Regions from separate parts of the Pan troglodytes genome. Here region 2 is linked to region 1. Evidence: chromatin contacts called from public HiChIP or PLAC-seq data. All regions are on one chromosome and are shown on one strand. Each heading gives the region's core, a stretch centred on a gene start, on an enhancer-like site or on the middle of the called end of the contact. The rest is flanking DNA. Distances are from core to core; before and after follow the strand shown. Region 1 holds the start of MRPS22 (mitochondrial ribosomal protein S22). Region 2 holds the start of CEP70 (centrosomal protein 70).

Evidence for each region. HiChIP or PLAC-seq counts read pairs in DNA pulled down with a chosen protein or histone mark.
Region 2: an H3K4me3 HiChIP or PLAC-seq map of stem cell-derived excitatory neurons shows a contact between it and region 1, with 8 times the contacts expected there. The contact joins the promoter of CEP70 here to the promoter of MRPS22 in region 1. A contact is called at or near these places in 1 of 7 Hi-C or Micro-C datasets (stem cell-derived neural progenitor cells) and 1 of 1 datasets of contacts at active chromatin or transcription factors (stem cell-derived excitatory neurons).

The regions. Positions count from the first base shown.
Region 1 is chr2:142,555,058-142,559,970 of NHGRI_mPanTro3-v2.0_pri, forward strand. MRPS22 (mitochondrial ribosomal protein S22) reads left to right here and starts at 1,461. Exons shown (of 8, transcript XM_016942051.4): 1 at 1,461-1,667; 2 at 4,347-4,513. The coding sequence starts at 1,496.
Region 2 is chr2:141,805,145-141,810,079 of NHGRI_mPanTro3-v2.0_pri, forward strand. CEP70 (centrosomal protein 70) reads right to left here and starts at 2,712. Exons shown (of 20, transcript XR_010155342.1): 1 at 2,525-2,712; 2 at 199-301.

The DNA of each region.
Region 1 (4,913 bases), core at 211-2,710:
ATTTGTGGTAGTTTGTTATAGCAGCCACAGGAAACTAATGCTAATACAGCAGCCAATGGATTCATTCATCCTGCACTAAGTGTCCAATCAGCTGTGTCCAGGAGGATGTTTACAGGAAAAACATAGCCACTGAGGCCTGCTCTCTCAGCTATGGGAAGAAAGTAGAGGGTTCATTTTCAGAGAAAAGGCATGGGCTGGGAGACACCTGCATTCGTCCTGCCACTAGTCTCTGACACCTGCTATCATGTAGGTGTAAGCATTGGGAAGTGCAGGGCAGCAGACTTGCCTAAATAGGCACCAAGCCTAGTGCTCTCCCTTCCCCTCCCAAATAGGGAATGAGTTCATAAACAGCACTGTTAATATTAATGCTAAGTTGGGGGAAAATAGGTGAGGCTGGAAGGTGAGTCTATTCATCCAGCTAAGTCAAACAAGAGTTTACTAACAGCCTGTTTTGCCAGGCCTTGGGATAAGTGCTTAGCACAGGCACCAATCTATAGTCTAGAGAAGGATAAGACCTGCACATCCTGGATAGTTGGAAAAAATGTAAAGAATCATTTAATCATTCATTCATTTATTCAACAAAAGTTTGCTGTGCACGTAGATGTACTAGGCTAGGTGATATTGCAATAAAATATGTAGAGTCACTGTCTTCATGGGGTGAGAAACAGAAATAAGCAGATAAAGAGCAAAATAACAGATTATAAAATGGGCTATAAAGGAAAGGAATAAGTGTTGAGACAGAGAATCAGGTGTATGAATTGGCAGTGGCAGTGGTGGTGGTGGTAATCAGGGCTTGGAGTCAGGAGTTAGATTTAGGGTGCATGTGAGCAGTATGGATGGAGAAATTTAAGAAGTAGTTGGATTTAAACCTGAGGATGGGGGAGAAGGTTTGGGCAGGAAGTGGAATACATAAATTATGTATTTATTTGAGACAGAGTCTCACTCTGTCACCCAGGCTAGAGTGTTTGTTTGTTTGTTTATTTGAGATGGAGTCTTGCTTTGTTGCTCAGGCTGGAGTGCAATGGCACGATCTTGGCTCAATGCAACCTTTGCCTCCTGGGTTCAAGCGATTCTCCTGGTACAGGCGCCCGCCACCATGCTTGGCTAATTTTTATATTTTTAGTAGAGACGGGGGTTTCACCATGTTGGCCAGGCTGATCTCGAACTCCTGACCCCAGGTGATCCGCCCGCCTTGGCCTCCCAAACTGCTGGGATTACAGGCGCCTGGCCGGAAATTTGTTATTTAGAACGATGGAAACGGGTAGGAAAAAGAGCATATAGGGAAAAAGGTGTAAGTTTTAACTTTATGCATAGGGAAGGACATAAACACCGTCTACTTGTGAATAAGTAGTTTAGAAGAAACAATCTATGAGGGCCCGGAAGACTTCCGGCCCTTTCCGTCTTTAACTAGACTACATTTCCCAGAGTGCTGCAAGAACTGGGCGTGACTCGGAAATCCCTCCCAACCACTTCCGGCGCAAGTGGCCTCTGAATCATGGCGCCCCTCAGAACAACTGTATTGCTGTGGAGCCTCTTGAGGAGTTCTCCGGGCGTGGAACGGGTCCGTTTCCGGGCTCGAATCCAGCCCTGGCACAGTGGCCTGCTCCAACCGCTACCTTGCTCTTTCGAGATGGGGCTGCCACGCCGCCGGTTCAGCTCCGAGGCCGGTAAGTGACCTTCCGGACTTTCGCTGGGGCGTTCTTCTGGGAGACGTAGATCCTGTTTCTGGCAGGCGAAAACCACGCGATAGCCCCCGCGACACGTATCCTAGCGCTTCCTCAGATTCAGCTGTCTTCCTTCTGTACCTGTAGAGTTTGTCATCACCTGCATATCTGTTCATTCGTTCACTCACTCAGCTACAGTGCCTGAGTTCCGCTCCTTGCAGAGCACTGTGCTAAGCTCTGTAGGATATAGCAAACTAAGACTGACACAGAAATTTCCCTGTGGGAACTCATGTCCATGGGGAATTGGCAGTGCAGTGTGACCTGGGTTGTTATAGGGGACGCACACGGGAGAGGCACTCAAACTGGATTGGAAGGTCAGGGAAGGGTTCCTGGCAAATATGACTAAAGCTGAGATCTGGTTAGCCATGCTAAGGAGAAAGCAAGAAGCTTCTCAAGCATAGGGACAGTAGCAGATGTCCAGAAATGAGACTGAGCACAGATATTTGGGAACCCATTTTGGAGATAGGATTGATAAGGCTTGATTAAGGCTTTGGGTATGAGTTTAAAGGGACAAATTAAGATTGTTTCTTAAGTTTCTGACTGGAATAGAGGGTTGACCCATTTACACCAAGATGAAGAAGATTAATTAATTGTTGGAACCGTTATTTTGGGGGCGGGGGTAGTGCAGGAGTAGATGAGATCAGGAGATGGGAAAGGAGGCGGAATTAAACCTATTTGGGACACATTAAATTTGAGGTGACTGCAAGAGTCAACTGTTCAGTATGCAGTTAAATATAAAGTGAGGAACATCGGAGTAAAAATGGTAACTAAAGGTGAGTGAATGGGTGAGACTGAGGAGAGAGTAGTGCTGAGCACTTGCTGTGTGCTGGATACCCTGAGGAACCCTGGGTGCCAGAGATGAATATAAGACAAGGTCTGGTCTTCATAGAGCACATCACTTAGTGACAGACATAGTGTAAGTAAGCAGACCACCTTAACTTTTTTTCTAAATGAGGTTGGAAGCCATTCGTGAATTTTAAGCTTGGGAGTAATCTTGATTACATTTTAAAGAGATTACTCTGGTTGCTCGGTGGAGAATGATCTGTAGTGGGGCCAGAATGGAGAAAGGGAGGCTGATGCAAGAGATGAGGATAGCCTTGACTAGAGTAGTGGCAGTGGGAAATGGAGGATTAAAATGAGATTTATGAAGGCAAACAATCAGTATGTTCTCTGCCAGTGGTGTTTTTTTTTTTTTTTCTTTTTTTTTTTTGGTAAAATTGGGATAATCTTCGTGTTTACCTCATGGGTTGTTGTGAGTATTAAATAGGCTGAATGTGTAAAGTACTTAGCTCAGTCAGTATTGGCATGTAGTAAATAGCTAATAAATGGTAGCTCTTATAATTACTGTTATTATTACTACAGCTATTTGATTACTGTTGTTGTTATTACTACTGCTATTGGCTAGATCTGGAGGATCAGGGAGAATTTAGGAATGGCTGTAAGATTTCTGGCCTGTATGGCCTACTGGATGATGCTGAGATAGGGAACAGAAAATGCAGGTTTGAGACAAGGGAAGGTGGATGGGTTCTGACTTGGCAGTATTCAAGTACATGAGAGAGGTTGAGTAATTGGATGAAAGGTGATCTTGGCAGGAGATTCAGATTTTAGAGTTTCTGGCATATAAAGGTAATTGAAGTCATGGCAGGATAGGAGAAATCATCGAGTAAGAATCTGAGAAGGGAGAAAAGGACATCGTTCAGAATCTGTAGGGATACCAACATTTATAGGAGAAGAAGAGGTGACTAGGAACAAATGGCTTTTTCTTTCTTTTTTGCTAATGGAAATGGAAGTAGAAGTTAGGCAAAGCAATAAGCAAACTGCATCAGGCTGAGCTAAGATTTGATTCTCTGCTTATGTCAAAGGCTCTTCCATGATAACACACGGCCTCTTCAGTATCATGTCCAGTGAACCAAGCCTCTTTCCTAGCTGCAATCTCTTAGCCTAGACTTTCCCTCCCTTTTTTCTCTGCTGTGATGAGGCTCTTGGGACGCTTTCTTTGACCCTGTCATGCCCATCCCTAGTCCAGGCTATGCTTAGTTTCTTCCTCTGCAATCACCCAAGCCCCGTACCTCTCCTGTATACCATACCTCTCACATTATGTCTCCCCACACCTCCCACTTATACCGAGGAGCGCTATGATAAATTGGAAACCATCTAGGATCCAGAACCAGACAAACCTTGGTTTAAATTTTGACTCTATCACTTAATAGCTAGTTGTCTTTGGATAGGCTTCAGCATCCTCATTTATAAAATTGGGTTTATCAGTACCTATTTTGTGAGTGGTTATAAGCATTCCTGAAAATGTGTGTTATACCTGCCATGTAGGAGACAACTCTGTAAGTGGCAGCAACCATTACAGTTATTACATTAATTACTTTATTACTGTTACTTCCTCTAGTAGTCTGTCCTTTTGGCAGAGACCGAGCCTATCTCCTCATCATAATGAATGCTCAGTAAATCTTAAATGAAGAAATGAATGAATGCATCTCATAGGTATTAGCATTTTGCAGTGCCAAGGTAGACATTGTGCTAATGCTTTTTATTGTTAACTGACTTTTCTATATAGAGGTCTTGTTAGCTTGTCATTTTTGTCAGCTTCTTATTTACTAAAGTCCATTTTAGCAGAATCTGGTAGCCCAGAGACCAAGAAACCTACATTTATGGATGAGGAAGTTCAAAGCATACTCACGAAAATGACAGGCTTGAACTTGCAGAAGACTTTTAAGCCAGCTATACAAGAACTGAAGCCACCAACCTATAAGCTAATGACTCAGGCACAGTTGGAAGAGGTACGTGAATGCAGGAATATTGTTAGAATACCTTTCTTTAAGGGTTTAAACACATTTCTAGAGGCCCCTCCAGATGCTTATAGCTATTCTTCCATAGGCACTAGTGAAAGGTAATACCAGGCATAGAACTGAGAAAAGAAATGTGAGTAGGCTGCCAGAGAGGGGCAGGGAGCATGGCTGGAATTGAGCAGACTAGGGCATATGGATCAGGTCTGGGTGTTCAGAGAGTATCCTCTCTCCTCTCAAGGCAGCCTGAGCACCCCTCCTTTTTTCTGCCTGCTCCAGCTTCCTTCCTGGAGAAACATCTACTGTGATCTGCCTTGGGGCTGAAGCTTTGGGGAGATTGTGAGATCCTGCATGGAAACAGCATGTTTTCCAGGCACCAGTGTCCTCCTCAGTA
Region 2 (4,935 bases), core at 1,462-3,961, 750 kb before region 1:
CTTTCTGTGTTATCTTAAGTAGGTACTTAACCTCTCTGAGCTTCAGCTTCTTTGCTGAGTTGTAAAATATCTACCTGATAGGATTATCAGGAAGTCAAAAGGAAATATATGTAATGAACCTAGTATAGTACTCAATAAATATTAGATTTTTTTCCATGGCCTCCCAACATCTGGAGTCATCTGTTACATTAGACATACCTCAGTCATAGCATATTACTCTTGCACTTTACACCTGGTCATTCAGGTTGATCTCAATGAAATGATCACCCAACGAGTCTCATGTCTGAAACTGGATCTTCATCTAGGTTTCAAAAAGATAAAAAGAACAAAATCTTGAAATGTTCAACCTCCTAGTAAGAATGGTCTTGTGTTACTCCCAGAGCAGGCATCCAAGGTACTGGTAATCACAGATAAAGCAGGCACAACTGAAATAACTGCTAATTGCCTTCCCAGCTCACCATCATATGCCTCTTCCCTTCTCTTCTCTCTCCTTCTTATCTTTCCTCTCCCTACCTTGTTAAGACATTTAGCTGGGTATCCAAATCTATCATCATCTATCATCAATTCTGACTTCTGGCTCCACAGGTAGGATATTCTCATTTGCAAGGATACTAAAATGAAGCATCCTCAGACAAACTACCACTGATCACAAAAGCAAACACAGGAAAAAACTGCTCCTCATTTGCACCTGTGACCAAGCCCTCCTTTTCAGAGGACCATTCTGTGAAATAAACGGGCCAATAGTTTGCAGCAGCCTTTTCCCCACTACAGGCTGTGACAGGACAAAGGTCTGGAACTTTAAAGTCACAGGAAGAGACCAAATGCTTTCTAGGGCCAAAAACAGAAGCTACAGCTTTAATTAGTGTCATAACACACTTAAAATAAGATTGTTGGGAGTAGGAGTCGGAGGGTAGGAGTTGATTTGTACATGGCATAGTAAGCCAAGCATAGAAAAGCAAAAACATAATTGTATCTTCTGGCACTTTCTAGGTTTCCCGAGTCTTTCAGCCAAATTGCCCTTTATAGGTCTGAAGCCCCTTGTAACATGCTCCATATCTTAAAATTTAATTATTTTTTCACCATTTGGGGTGGGGGAGGGGAGCTGACAATAAACCATGGCCAATAACTGTTCCTTCTCAACTGAATCACACCAAAATCTGTAAACATCTTCAAAAGTATATACTTCAAATTACTGCAATAAATGAACATGTAACCCTTTCGAAGTCTCTATTCCTTATTAAATGCAAAAGCTCTATTCTAAAAATATTGCAACTTGCTGTTTAATGTTCCTAAGAAAGAGCTGAACCTACCCCAAATAGGAAAGAGTTAAAATGGAATGTCATCTCAACCAAATCATTCTGTCTCAGGAGAGACATGAAGGGGCAGAACCTTGCTTTGAGGCAAAAGCTGTAGGGAAAACTCCAAGTCAGCCACCTCTTCCCCAAAAGGCGGGACAGGGGAGGCCACAGTCTACTTGGCAATATTTAAAGTACAAAACTCATGCAGAGGCTTGAAACCAATATGGGTAATGCCTGCACAGAGTTTAATATATTATACATATATTTTTGAGACAGAGTCTCGCTCCGTCACCCAGGCTGGAGTGCAGTGGCGCGATCTCGGCTCACAGCAACCTCCGCCTCCCGAGTTCAAGCGATTCTGCTGCCTCAGCTGCCCGAGTAGCTGGGATTACAGGCGCACACCACCATGCCCAGCTAATTTTTGTATTTTTAGTAGTGACGTGGTTTCATCATGTTGGCCAGGGTGGTCTCGAACTCCTGACCTCAGGTGATCCGCCCACCTCGGCCTCCCAAAGTGCTGAGATTACAGGCGTAAGCCACTGCGCCCTGCCTGTTTAATATCATTGATTGAAAAACAAAGTGGCAGTAAAAAAGGAAACTCTGATTGGTCTCTCTGTTACAGGTGACTTAGCCTTCTGGCATTTTTCACCTTGAAAAACTCCTATTAGGCCCTGTATAAAGTCAGAGGTCCCCTGAATCCGGAATGAGGTTAATAAACTGGAGAAAGAGATACTCACCTGTGCTATTCGCCTAACCGCCCCCTTCTGCTCCGAGTCCTCACTCCCCAAACAACCTTCGCGGTTGTTTGACACAAAACTAGCGCTTCAGCCCGGGTCGATTTTGGGGGATGGAGTAATTACCTACAGCTTAAATCGAGTCTGTGCCCGACGTGATTCTAAGCTTTACTCTTACTGCCTCATTTAACCCTCACAACCACCTTGTAAGGCAAGAATTACCAGCTTTAGTATACAAATAAAGAATCGGAGGCGCTGAGACATTAAAGGAGAAGCCAAAGAACACAAAGCCTGGGGAGCTGGGACTGGAGGCAGTTTTGTCCGATCCCCAAACCCTTACGCAGGGATTTTTAATTGGCGCGACCCTGTCCCAGATGGCTCCTCCCTGACAAGGGTCAGTCTGACCACTTTTAGGCCCAGGTGAGGTCAAGTCCGGGGTACTCCGGGAAGGGGCTCACGCCGACGCCTCTGAGAGCCCCGAGAGCCACTCACCTTACTCAGTCGCCGGCCTCCCACCAGCAGCCAGCCGGGCCAGGTTAGGCTGGGATCAGCTACGTCAGGCCCCGCCTCCGCGACCGTCACCGCCGCCGGGGGAGGGCGGCCAATCGAGCCCGAGCGCGTCGAGGGCCAGCCCCTCTTTGGCCTGCGAATGCCCCCAAACGATTCTCTCCAGCCTCTCCGGGAAGCTGGGTCCGCCCCGCGCCCTCCGGTTGGCTCACTACGGGGGGCGGGGCTTACCGCGAACGAAGGCGTCGGTGCGATGTGCTGGTCTCGGGCACGCTGGCGCTTCCAACGCACTCCTTGGGTGCCCTGTCACTTACATGGAGGCTTATTTGCCCAGAAGACGTCAGAAATACTTGTGGCCGTGGGTGAAAGTGAAGCCTGGGTTACCTGGCCACCAGAGACTGCCCTCTCTCTCGCCCCCTACCCCGCCGCGACTACGAGCTCTTGCTGGGGTACGGGTCAGCATGTTCTCGATGTTCCAGACCTGAATGACCACTGTAGCAGTTGACATTTGGAGGACCCCAATAAATATTTGTTGATGACAGTTCATCTTCCCATTCAGCATTTTCCACATCTCGACGAAGCGTCAGGCCCTACCTGAGGCTGTAACTGTCCACCATTGTCATTGCATCTTATAGCCACATGGTGTCGCTGTTGACAACTTGTCTTTTCAAATCAGTCAAATGATGTAGGTCTGTGTTACAGTCAAATGTTGCAACAGACTGTGTTGCAGTCAAATGATGCAGGTCCCACAGTAGCCAACAGGGATGTCCCATCTAGGGCATCAGCCAAGGGTCTCTCATCAGGAGATCCAAGGGCTCTTGGAGCTCAATACTTTCAGACCCTTCTTAGCCTTCTTCCAGGCAGCTGGGACTACACTTAGGTTTGATCTCTGTGTTTGCCCCATGCAAACATGTCCCTACCCCAACCTACGCCTACCCACTGTGCTTTCCATACCTGGATATTCACTCTAACGATGGTTAGCAGATTGCATTTTCAGTTCTCAAAATGCAAATAGTCTCAGTGCTTCCCTTTTCCAAGATAATAGGGTGCCCTTGCATACTCTTCTGAGAATGGCTGCCCTAATTGTAGAGGCCAAACATCTTTGAGTCAGTTATTATTATTTTGGATGCACGTGATATAAAATCTGAGTTAAATTGTCTTCCTAAAAAATAAAGAAGTTGCTTATCTCGCATAACAGAAAGCTCAGAGGCAAGGGAGAATTTGATTAATTCAGTGGCTAAGCAAGTTAACAAGGACCCAGTTGCTATTAGTCTCTGCTTTGTTGTAAAAAAAAAAGGGTAGACTTCAAATTCATACTAACGTGATTTTCCAGATGTCTACTTGGAGAAATCAGGACCACATACTTTCTTTTTCATCTAAAACCTTTCCTTCTGGTTTTTTGAGCCGATAAGTTCACACAGGCACACACTCTTCCTCTTTACCAGTAACTGCCTGGGAAATGTACAGACAGCTTAAGCCTGGGTTCCAGAAGTGAAAAGGAGCTATGACAATTGGAATTGGCAATGGTGTCAGCGCTCTTTGAGTCACATGAGTTGCAAGGTGGAGACATGGCTATTTGAATAAAACTGGAGACCTGTAAAGGAGAAGAGGAAAATGGATGCTAGATGGATGATCACCAGTATCTTTCACAGTCTTCAAAGCACAAGAAGGCTGATTCCTCTCTATTTTCTAACTGAATTTTTTATGTGGTGAATGGAGGGGAAGAGTTGCTATAGCACTGCCCTCCAAAACAATTCCCTTCTTATGGACCATGAAAGCCTTTCCAGCACCTCTCTTTGCTAGAGAAGGAAAACATCCCTGCACACAAACTTAGTCTTTCACTGAGAATCCTGCTACATTGGTCTCAAGAGTTTTCTATGGGCCTCATCCACCCAATAGAATTCTAATAATTCTAAACATTCATTTAACATTCATTCATTTATAAAAATGTGTTGGCCGGGCACAGTGGCTCACGCCTGTAATCCCAGCACTTTGGGAGGCCAAGGTAGGTGGATCACCTGAGGTCAGGAGTTCGACAACAGCCTAGCCAACATGGGGAAACCCCATCTCTACTAAAAATACAAAATTAGCCGGGCGTGGTGGCACATGCCTGTAATCCCAGCTACTTAGGAGGCTGAGGCAGGAGAATCGCTTGAACCCGGGAGGCGGAGGTTGCGGTGAGCCGAGATCGCACCATTGCACTCTAGCCTGGGCAACAAGAGCAAAATTCCGTCTCAAAAAAAAAAAAAAAAAAAATTTTGTTAAGCACCTGTTATGTACCAGGGATTGAACTAGATGCTGAGTCAGATTTATAAGTGGGGGAGTTTACAATAGTAAGTAAGCCCAATTGTGATTCCTGCCTTCGTGGATCTTATAGTCTAACTGCGGAGAAAATA